Regions from separate parts of the Zea mays genome. Here all the other regions are linked to region 2. Evidence: chromatin contacts called from public Hi-C data. All regions are on one chromosome and are shown on one strand. Each heading gives the region's core, a stretch centred on a gene start, on an enhancer-like site or on the middle of the called end of the contact. The rest is flanking DNA. Distances are from core to core; before and after follow the strand shown. Region 1 holds the start of LOC103634282 (serine/threonine-protein kinase ATG1c). Region 2 holds the start of LOC103634306 (fringe-related protein). Region 3 holds the start of LOC100304415 (splicing factor PWI domain-containing protein).

The links. Hi-C and Micro-C count contacts between places; a contact is called where the count stands out from the background.
Region 1: a contact with region 2 is called in a Hi-C map of tassel, with 2.0 times the contacts expected there. The contact joins the promoter of LOC103634282 here to the promoter of LOC103634306 in region 2. A contact is called at or near these places in 3 of 25 Hi-C or Micro-C datasets (endosperm, leaf and tassel).
Region 3: a Hi-C map of bundle sheath shows a contact between it and region 2, with 4 times the contacts expected there. The contact joins the promoter of LOC100304415 here to the promoter of LOC103634306 in region 2.

The regions. Positions count from the first base shown.
Region 1 is chr1:38,992,579-38,996,349 of Zm-B73-REFERENCE-NAM-5.0, forward strand. LOC103634282 (serine/threonine-protein kinase ATG1c) reads right to left here and starts at 1,771. Exons shown (of 13, transcript XM_008655843.3): 1 at 1,280-1,771; 2 at 538-655; 3 at 400-458; 4 at 205-269. The coding sequence starts at 1,543. LOC100277520 (Digalactosyldiacylglycerol synthase 2 chloroplastic) reads right to left here. Exons shown (of 5, transcript NM_001367328.1): 5 at 2,875-3,709. The coding sequence ends at 3,217.
Region 2 is chr1:39,162,420-39,166,159 of Zm-B73-REFERENCE-NAM-5.0, forward strand. LOC103634306 (fringe-related protein) reads left to right here and starts at 1,477. Exons shown (of 3, transcript XM_008655863.3): 1 at 1,477-3,708. The coding sequence starts at 2,824.
Region 3 is chr1:39,331,578-39,335,075 of Zm-B73-REFERENCE-NAM-5.0, forward strand. It overlaps LOC100304415 (splicing factor PWI domain-containing protein), which reads right to left and starts at 1,282. Exons shown (of 12, transcript NM_001349016.1): 1 at 1,138-1,282; 2 at 943-1,032; 3 at 660-782. The coding sequence starts at 1,158.

The DNA of each region.
Region 1 (3,771 bases), core at 521-3,020, 170 kb before region 2:
AGAAAGTGAGGAGTGGAAAAGATGTAAGGCCATTTGTTCAATCTGTCAGTACCAGTACTAGTATACTAATTGGATGCAAACCCAGTAGAAATAAAATCACCAAAAAAGGCATATACAACTCAGTTGTTGATAAAGTCAGAAAATTAGGATATTTGTAGAAATATGTGCTAATATTTCATCTAAAATGAAAGAAAAGGAACTCACTTTGCAAATCCAAAGTCGGCAATCTTCAACAGAGTATTTTCATTATTTTCAACAAGAAGAATGTTCTGTTTGCAAAACCAGAAAATTCAGAATCTAAAAAATTACATAAATTTAACCACCGTATATTTCTTGAACTCTTGACCATGAAATATTCAGCTATCGTGGAAACAGAAACAAGAAAGCGAGTAAGCAAACCTGAGGTTTTAGGTCTCGGTGAACCACGTTATTATCGCGAAGCATTTTCAGACCAGATGCTGCCAGAAAAATGAGATTATGATAAAAGCTAAGTAGAGATAGAGGGGACGGGGGCTGATGATTGACGAAATCACTTGCCTAACTGACGGATGAAGTGCTTAGCAACCTTTTCAGAAACTCTTTTATGACGTTGAAGGTATGCATGTAAGTCACCACCTCGACAATACTCCAGTATGAGATATATACTCCCATGATCCTAATCACACACAATAGTTATTTGTGGTAATTACTAATTAGAAAGACTGCTGTATGGTCACTGTGCATGAGGAACTTTATTTGCTGAACAAAAAAAAAGACAACAAAATTAATACCAGAGAAAAAAATTGAGCCAACGAATTTGCTATTAAACTGGTAGAATTCACTCAATAAATTGAGATTCAGTGCTAAAAGTACTTTTATTTCCTATGTTCCACAAAATCCTAGCTTCCAGAAAACATCAATCTAACAAATTAACCAAGCTAAAGCCCACATATGGTTTCACGAATCATTAGCCCGGCAGGACTGAACCTCCTACTTCAAGCAAGGCAGCAATTAGTGACAAAACATTTGGCAACAGGTGAGCGAACATTCAGAGTTATCCTTTGCAAACTAACTAGTTCCATCCAAAGGGACATCAAGCTATACAGGGTAACTTTTGCTTAGAGTTCCTACCTACCTAAAATGCTCACAGTAAGCTAAAATTCACCGGAGGAACTCCTCAATTTCATACATCCTAGCCTACAGTCAAACCCCACCAGCATCAAGACCTTGCAGATCCACATCTATAGCACGGGGGATCACGAACGACATCAAATGGGGCGGCAAGCCGCGGGCAGGATACCTTGACGGAGTCGTGGAGTGCGATGACGTTATCGTGTCGGATGCGACGAAGGATGTCGACCTCGGAGAGGAGGCTCTCGCGGAGCTTTTTGCTGAGACGTTCCATGGCGATCTCCTTCACCGCCACCTCCGTGCCCCGCACCCGGTGCCGTCCCAGCCACACCTGCGAGTAGGCTCCCGACCCAATCGGTCGCAGCAGCTCGTACTCCCCCACCCGGCGCCCGGCGCCGCTTCGACCGCCGCGGCCGCTGGCGCCGTCCCCCATCGCTCCCGTGTCCAGTAACTCGCCTAGTGCGCCGTCGCGGCTCTCGCGGGGGCGGCGCCGCCGCGCAGGAGATGCCGCCGTGGGGAGAAGCAACCGCGTCGTTGCTGCGCGGAACAGAAAAGCGAGAGACCAGACTACCAGAGAAGGAAACAGGGTCAGGTCGCGTTCACCCCGCGTCGGGGCCAGCCCTGTGGTTATCCATATCCGCTCATCTATAAGATTCCGACGTCTTTCGTAAGATTCTCCTTGTTGGAATATGATATATCCGTTTATTTTGGCCACAAAAGTAATATACAGTGCTGAATCATATTAATGTCGTTTTGTATGTTGTGAATAGAGAAAACATACTCTAAATGGCCTCTGTGTTTATAATGAGCTAACACGGATTCTTTTTCCTCGCAGAATCAACAAGGACGATATATGAGTCTGTTTGGTTCGCCTTTTTCCCAACGACTCAGAGAACAGCTTTTCACAGAAGTAGACCTAGAATCTCGATGTTTGGGAACTATAAGCGACTTCTGGCCACCAAAATCCGTAGAGAAGCGTTTTTGCATCTGTTACATACATGTAAAATAATCACCGTAGCTACAAAACTTAAAACGAATAGTCCCTCCGTTTATAAATATATGATGTCATTGTTTTTTATCTATAGTTTTGATCACACACGTCTTATTTACGTGAGTTCCCATTTATTTTATTGTGATTTGTTTTATCACTTAAATTTGTTTAAACATGATTCAAAATTTTACATTTTTGAATACATTTTTTAAATAAGACGAATCATCAAGATTTTAAACAAAAAAAAAAATTAAATGTGTTATATATTTTTGAACAGAGATAGTACTATATAAATAGAAGCTTCTAGAACAACATACCGCGAAAAATTAATCACCACAACTGCAAAAATATGTGAGGCGGCTCTATTTTCTTAAGAGATTTTTATTTTTTAAAGGAAAATAAACTATTTTTTTTTTAAAAAAAATCTCTTGAGAAAATAAGGTTTCCATATTATCCTTTAGAAGTATTTCTTTTCTGGCTTGTCATGTATTTTTCTCTCGCGTGCCAGCTTGTAGTGCTATTTCAATTTTTTGTTGCACCTCCTTCGAACTGGATGATGTAGACACTAGAAATCAAGATATGATGACGAGTCGATTGTAGAATGGAGTCAACTGTAAGAGGGAATGCTGGGCAATCTTATATAAGCCACACGCCCACAAGAAGCACAGTATTTTTTTTTTTACTTTTTCTGTTCTTTTTTATTTATCGAGAACACAGGTAGTATCAACTAGCACACAGATTTTAGGCGGTGTAGTAAAAGTTTCAGCATGGATGGCTGCGAAAACAAGGGGCATATTATTATACAATAAGATTTTCAACACACGCGTCAATCCTGGGAAACAACACGATGAAAAACAGTCCACATATATGAGACTGTAATACTAGTGTGCACTTCAGACTGCTTAAGATTAACAATCAGAAGATACGATGCATCCAGGAACTTCAGAACGCCTTTGATATATGAAGAAAAAATGCAGTGCCGCCACACCAGAACACCACATAGAATGTATGTTTGATCAATCTGAGAACCTCTCCGAGCGACACATCTTTTTGCCGTTGAGTTAGACTGGTTCATTCTATGGTCCATGGCAACAGCATCGCAAGAAAAGCTAATGCTATCCCTGCAAATTCCACCCAAGTTCCTTGCATTGCTGTTCATCCGGCTGCAGTGTGTTTGGTATTGCACCGAACACACAACGCACAGCTTCAAACCCAGAGATTGTATTATGGAAAAATGCCGATGCCTCTTCCATGTTCTTCTGCAGTTCATCTGGGGAGATGCGCATGAAATGCTGTGAGGAGGGTGGTGGTTGTCCCACAGGCACAGTTGGTGCAATATCAGCAACCCTAATAAATCTTTCTGTTGCTGCCTCCCAGGAAAGTTCATGCCGCAAATCATCTGACAGTGGGATAGGTTCTTCTGCCAAAGCTTTCATTGTTAGTCTCACAAACTCTTCATCAGTATTGTACATGTGACAATTAGGAAATCTTTTGAAAAAAACATTTGAAGGATGGTTTGCACAGATCACAATCTTCCCCATTGCCAAAGCTTCTGCAGTTGTTGTGCATACCACATCAGTTGTACTTGGGTTTATGAAGACCTTGTAGCTGGGACAAACAATGGAATCAATAACACAGTTCAGTCGAGACTCAAAGATTATAAAGTGATG
Region 2 (3,740 bases), core at 227-2,726:
ACAATTTGCAATACAGTCATAACTGTGAACAGGTGTAACCGCAGCCAAATAATTGCAGTTGATCAGCTTGAATGTTTTCAGGTTCATATGCATGCTCTGTTGGAGACGGCTAAGAGTGTATCTATCTCACATCTCATCCCACCACTATTTCAAACTATATTTTACAACCACGTAAATGTAGTGTTTTATCCGACCATATACATGATTCATTGGCCATAACCTAATACTTTAACCGTCCAAGAAAAAAATCATACTTTAACCTTTCCAATTGAGGGTTGTTTGGTTTTTTAGAGGCAACATCTATTTTGGAGTAAATTTTAGTGAAGATACTTAAACTTGTTGTAAATCAGTGTATTTATAAAACCATTTTTTTGGTCCCTAAACCTTACTAAATGTATCATTTTAGGTTGTTGGGTCAGACAGGTGGACCCTAACCCTTGGGAACGGGTGAAAAATACGATGCTCGACAAAACGTTGGGAGTGGAACTGTAGCGTCGGGAACAGGTGTGAAATGCGACGCTTGACAAAATGTTGGGTGTGGAACTGTAGCGTCGGGACTCGGGAACAAGCGATAAATGCAATGTTCGATAAATGTTGCTTGCGAGCAGCAACGTTCGTCGGGCGGCAACGTGCGGACTGCGGAAGGCGTTCCAGTAATCCAGTGCGGCGGCGTTCGGAACAGCGGAAGGCTGGACTGCTGCCAGAAACATGGCTAGGGCGTGCTTGTGACGTGGGCTATGGCACAAACGTAGCTGGGCCATCACCGCGGCCCATCAGCGCTAGGCGGAAGGCTGATTTAGCCCAAATAAGCGAATACAGTTTTTTTTGTATTTTACAAATACACATGTATTATGCACTTTATATACTCATTTTTTTAACAAAAACTTGGGTATTTATTTGAGTACATATGACACTTTAATAAAGGTTATGACTCTAGTTTTACAATAAGTCGTTTCTGCTAAACGTTTTGCAAGATGGCTTTAGTTCTAAAAAAAGTTGCTTTTTAGGAATAGAGCTGTTTTTTGGGCCCTGCCAAATAGACCCTTAGCTAGTTAAAGTTAGTAGGAAAACATTAGATCGTGATATTCAACTCAAACCGAGCCTTAAGTTAGTCATATGCATAGTTTCATTTTTATATGAAGGGTCACCGTGGATATGTGCTTGCAGCGTAAGTGTAGGTCCAGAAATTGAAAGTTTTGGTTATAATAAGGGAAAATTAAGACTCCATGAAACACCATTAAAGACCCAGTCAACATAGAATACAATCAAAAGATTCAAACCAGAACAAATTACCCCAGGGCCATCATGAGTTGAGCTAAAATTTAGTTAAATACATATTGAAGTGGCACATAGATGCAATGCAAAGTGAAAAATACTATAAATGTTGATAAAAAACATATAGAAGACTAATTGATCTCTAGTTTCAACTTTTTTAAAAGCTAGAGATTGTACAACTAGATCTATTTGGGTGGAAGAAGCTCGAACGAAGCTGAAATTGTTGAAATGAAACCCTCCTAAACAGGTTCTTAACTAAACTGTTCGAAAGTCTGTAGCTAATCTTAACCGTTAACTATTAAGAGGGCCTAGTTCCGCTTTCACGGTCTACTTCCGCTTTCATGAATCCGACCAGCTAGCCCCCACATGCCACCAAAGGTTTCTAATTCGGCCTACAATCTACAAACATATCTGGAAAAGAATAATAGATCCGAGACGATTTTGGACCGGAGCCGGTGGGTGCATCAATGTGTTCAAACTGGAAATCGTTCAAGGCTAGCGCCACATGCCGCATCTGAGGGCGCTGCCTCTGCCCTGACGCAAATCTTCCCAACGAAGCGGATTGTCGACATGCCGGCATCTTCTCTTTCCTTGCACGTCACTAGCATACATCCAAGTTTGCTCAACAGATGCTAGCAACATTTGAACCTGCCGCTCTAGCACCTGATCGGCTATGTTGAATCGTGGATGGTCCATGTGCTCGCCACCTAGGTGAAGGGCCGGAACACTCCGAGAAAGTAGACAGCGAAGGCGCAGGCGCGCAGCGCAGTAGGCTTTCCGATGTCTTCTCCACGGCTGCCGGCCGATTTGGCTAGAGCGGTGCGCCAAACGCGCGCCGGATCCAGCCGGAGGACCGGCCACCGCCAAACACACGAGCCTAATACGGCCTCCGTCACGGCTCACGACTCGCACAAACATGGACGCTGCGGCCTGCGGGTGCGGCGTGCGGGAGGGGTGCAGTTGAGCCCTCGAGACGAGCCTTTATCGGGAGGAGGTTAACGGCTCGGTTATCTCGGGGGGAGATATAACTATCGCGCCACCTGCCTTGCTTTTCAAGCGTTCCGGCCCAACCCTATCAAACCGAGAGTTAAAAAACGCGCGTTTTATTCCGGTCGTGCCACGCCCACGCCGCAGCGTCCTCCCGAGCTAAACGCCACATGCGAGTGATGATAATAAGGAAGGAATTGAAGGAAGCGCCCAAACCACCACAGCACCCACGAGGCCACGACCGCAGTATCGCCGCCGCCGTTTCGTTTCCTTATCGATCGTGCGGCGCGCCGGCGGGATATAGTAGCTCGAGGCGAGAGAGAGAGAGAGAGAGAGCAGCGCTAGCCTTCCGTTCCCATTCGCGCGCGGCCGCCACGATTCCGCCGTTCCCGCAGAACGGTGCTCGGAAGGGGCGCACCGCCAGCAGCCTCTGATCATCCTTCGCGGGGAAGGAACGGCCGGGGGTCTCGAGCCCCTGCCGGCCATTTCGCCCCGCCTCGCGGGATTCCCGCCAAGCCGTTGGTGTAGCGCGTGGAAGGCGGCGATCTCGGGCAGGGCCGGATGCTGCACAAATGGAAGGCCGCGGATGGCGGCGGGTGTGCCGGCGTCGCGGGCGGCGTCGACCAGCGCCGGCGGTGCGTGGCGGCGTCGCTGTCCACGCTGATAGCGGCTACGCTGGCGTTCCTTGCCTACGTCGCCTTCTTCCCCGACGGCGGCGCGCACGGGCTGTACCGGCTGTGGACGTGCCAGGACTGCGCGGGCGATCTGGGCGAGTTTCCCGGCGACGAGGCGGCCGCGGCTGACGGCCCTTCGGCCGCGCGCGCGGCCCGCTCGCCGACGACGCTGTCGCACGTCGCGTTCGGCATCGGCGCGTCGGCGCGGACGTGGGACCAGCGCCGCGGGTACGCGGAGCTGTGGTGGCGCCCCGGCCAGATGCGCGGGCACGTCTGGCTCGAGGAGCAGCCCGCGAGCCCGTGGCCCGCGGCGACGTGCCCGCCGTACCGCGTCTCGGCGGACGCGTCCCGGTTCGGGGACCGCGCGCCGGCGTCGCGGATGGCCCGGATCGTGGTGGACTCGTTCCTGGCCGTCGCGGGGGAGCTCGGGAACGGCACGGCCCGCGAGGAGGCGCGGTGGTTCGTGATGGGCGACGACGACACCGTCTTCTTCCCGGACAACCTGGTGGCGGTGCTGAGCAAGTACGACCACGAGGAGATGTACTACGTCGGGGCGCCGTCGGAGAGCGTGGAGCAGGACGTGATGCACTCGTACGGCACGGCCTTCGGCGGCGGCGGCTTCGCGGTCAGCTACCCGGCCGCGGCCGCGCTCGCCACGGCGATCGACGGCTGCCTGGACCGGTACAGGTACTTCTTCGGCAGCGATGAGCGCGTGAAGGCCTGCCTCAGCGAGCTCGGCGTGCCGCTCACCCGCGAGCCCGGGTTCCACCAGGTGAGAGCGTCCTTAACGCTAGCTGCTGCATA
Region 3 (3,498 bases), core at 32-2,531, 170 kb after region 2:
TCATGACAATACCACAGTTTTGACAGCTCTAAAAATACCATGGTTTTGAGAAACGTTGTTTGGATACAACATTGTAAACCATATTAGGCAAAAGCTAGCCATACCATGAAAACTTTGGGTTGGAGTGGAGTTTCCGATACTCCAAAAATACCATGGTATCTAGAAGACCATGGTTTTGAAAACATACTTTTCAAGAATGCAACCAAACACCTCATGACATAAAATACTACGGTATTGCCCAAAACCATGGTATTGGATAGAAAGTTAGAAACTGTAAAAATACTTTACGCCCATACAGGCCCTAAGTTTTTGTTGGAACTTTGTGAAACTAGAAATTCAACAATATTATCTTCGCATGATTAGTACGAATCTCAGGTTTGATTTAACTCCTGAACTAAACCATAATACCACGCAGTGTTTCAGTTCTAATTTTCTGAGCTAGACCACAAGATGACTGATATGTAGTTTCTGAGTAGACTGAATCCACCCTATCCTGACAGCCCTATGTCCACCAGGTTTCTAACTGCTTTTTGAAGAACCAAATTCAATCAAATTTGATACCTGCCGAGCAACATGCATGCACAATTCAATAAGAACAGTATATACAAACAACATTGCTGCACTTGAATAACCGTCTCTCCAGTACAAATAGAAACCACCTTCTCCTCGAGGAGGCCATAAATGAAGTTGATGAGAACTTCGTCCTCGAACCCAAGGAGCTCAGTGACCCGCTTAGCAATCCAGGGCTTCATCACGTCCATCTTTACCTTTGACGTATCCACCTACCACACCAAGCACAAAATCACCGAATCAGAGGAAGCCCTTGCAGACATCAGCTATATATCACTAAAGTATTGTGTGCATTACTATATATCACTAAAGTATTTTGCGCATTACAGCCTAATTGAGAAACGAAGAGTATGAGTGAAAGAACGAACTGACCAGATGGTCAAGCTCGGGCGCGAACTTTTGCGTCTTGAGCAGCTTGGCTTGCTTATTCGAGAAGCGCGTGTCCTGGTCAGCGGACGTCCCCTGCGAGAAAAAAAAACGTCAATCAACGAATAACAGATCTGGCGAGAGCAACGGCGACCAGACAAGCGCGCGCTAGGTAGATCGGGCAACAAGCTCGGGAGTTACCCGGAAGAAGCCGCCCGACATCTTGGTTGACGCCGATGCCGCCGCCGCCGAGGGAGGGGACGGGGGTTGAGTGGACAGTGGAGGGGGGGCGCGGGTGACTAGGGTTCCAAGGCGCCCGCGCCGCGAATGCGGGTTGGGAGGGTAGGCGACGAGACGAGGTGGGGTGATACAGGGGCCAGCACGAGACTACGTGAGGACGTGGGGGTCTATTAGGCAGGCTTCCTCTACGTGGGCCAAGGCCTGGGCTTTTCCAGTTCCTAGCCCGTTTGCCGTTTGGGCAGTTTGCGAGCGTTGTGTCGTTGAACTTGTGTTTCATTGGACTTCACCCTCCCCTAACGTTCGTGTACGAATCCCTACTATTATTAAGAGACCAAAGTGGGTGTTGGCGCGGCCAATGCCCTCACCTCGCCTCCGCATCAGAGTCTGCCATGTGGTCCCGCCTCGGCTTTCCCTTTGCGCAACCACGCCCCATCGTCCTATCGTCCTATTCATCCACCGACCCCGCGCGCCCACGCAACCGCGCTCAGTGCCCCCTGGGACCGCTCGCCCCGCGTCCCACCAGACGCTCCAGCCGTGAACGCCCCGTTAGCCGCGACCACCGCCCTACTCCCTCTCTGCATGTGTATGCCTCCGCCTCTCTATACGTCGGAGCAACAAACCACCCCTGACGCCCCCACCCTCGACTGGAGCCCGCCCCCGTCGTAACCCCCGACCGTGATCAGTGGCGGACCTAGAATTTTTACATAGGATGTGCCACAACAAATTTTTCATGTAGATTTCTATCTAATATACATATAATTTCATAGTAAATTTGGTAAACAACTTGATATATAGATATAAAGTTTGACACTCAACAAATAAACATGAAAATTGCATACATTAAACATAAAGATTGCAATAATACTACTTATCTAGTCTGCGCTTCCTCAACACCATAGAAGTTTCAATTATATCTTCTTCATTCACTTCAAAGAAAATATCCCTCTCGATGTATGTAACAAGACAATCATCCAAAAGTTTATCACACATCTTGTTTCTCAATTTAGTCTTCACCAAACTCATTGCAGAAAATACTCTTTCAACACTTGTTGTCGCCACCGGCAAAAGCAATACCAATTTGAGAAGCAAATAAACCATATCAAACACCTTATGTCTCTTTGTTTCAATAAGCTTAACTGAGAGGTCCACAAGAGTAGTTATGTCTTTGAATCTATCATCTTCTCTTATGCCATCAATACAATTGTCAAGTTGCAAGTCAAGTTTTAACAAGTCAGTGCTTGACATGTCATCAGGATAGAAATCAGCTAGCTTTCGTACCTTGTGTGCATCAAAAGAAGCAAAAGAGTTGGAAGGATCTAAGGCTGACATACAAGAAAGCAGCTCCATATTAGCCTCACTAAACCGACTATCAAGCTCTAGGCTAATTTGAACAATGACCCCAATATATACTTCTCTTTTGAAGTGGTCATCATTGGTTTGCTTATGAACAAATCGTGATGATCTTCCATAAGGCTTATAATTTCCATCCATAGTAGGAACTAGGATATCATGTTTGTTGCAAAATGAAGTGATTCTTTGAAGGAATTGATCCCAACCATCAAGCCTTAATTGTTGCATTCTTCTCTTTGCCACATTAACAAGTGAAATTGCATTAATAATATCTTACTCCCTTCTTTGCAAACACACTGATAAATCATTTGTATATCCAAGAATAACAAACATTAAGTGTGCATCAAAAACAAAGTTAAATGACTCAAATGCTCCAAGCATAGAATGTATCCTTGTCCAATCACTTCTAATTGTAGTATCCTCTCCAAGAATCATGAGAACATCTTGGATTACAGGATACATAGTAATTATGTTGCATATAGTTTTGTAATAAGAGCCCCATCGAGTCTCACCAGGCTTAGGCAACCCCATCTCTTGATTCAATCCTCTCTAGGTTTCAAGTTCACCACATTCAAGTGATTTCATGAGATTCTCAATTCTAGCATTGTTGGGGGCCTTCGTCTTCCGAAGGTCCTCAAAAAACATGACTAACATGTTTTCCAAGTATAATATATGTACAGGAACCTTCGGACATGGATGAAAACGCACATAATATGAAGAGTGCGGTTTGGGGGAAGGATGAACCAGTGCCGAAGCTACCCATGAAAAAGCTTCGGCTCAGTGATGGAAAGTGAAACCGACTTAAAGGGGAAAAGGTTGTCTAGTCCTCGATAGATTATCCTTAACTCAATAGTAAATATTGAGGGCATGAATGTAATTCTACACAGGCTGCGTCCTGTGCCTATAAATAGATGAACAGTGACACCGTACTGTTCACGCTGACCTATATTCACTCGCGCGTCACACTTGGAC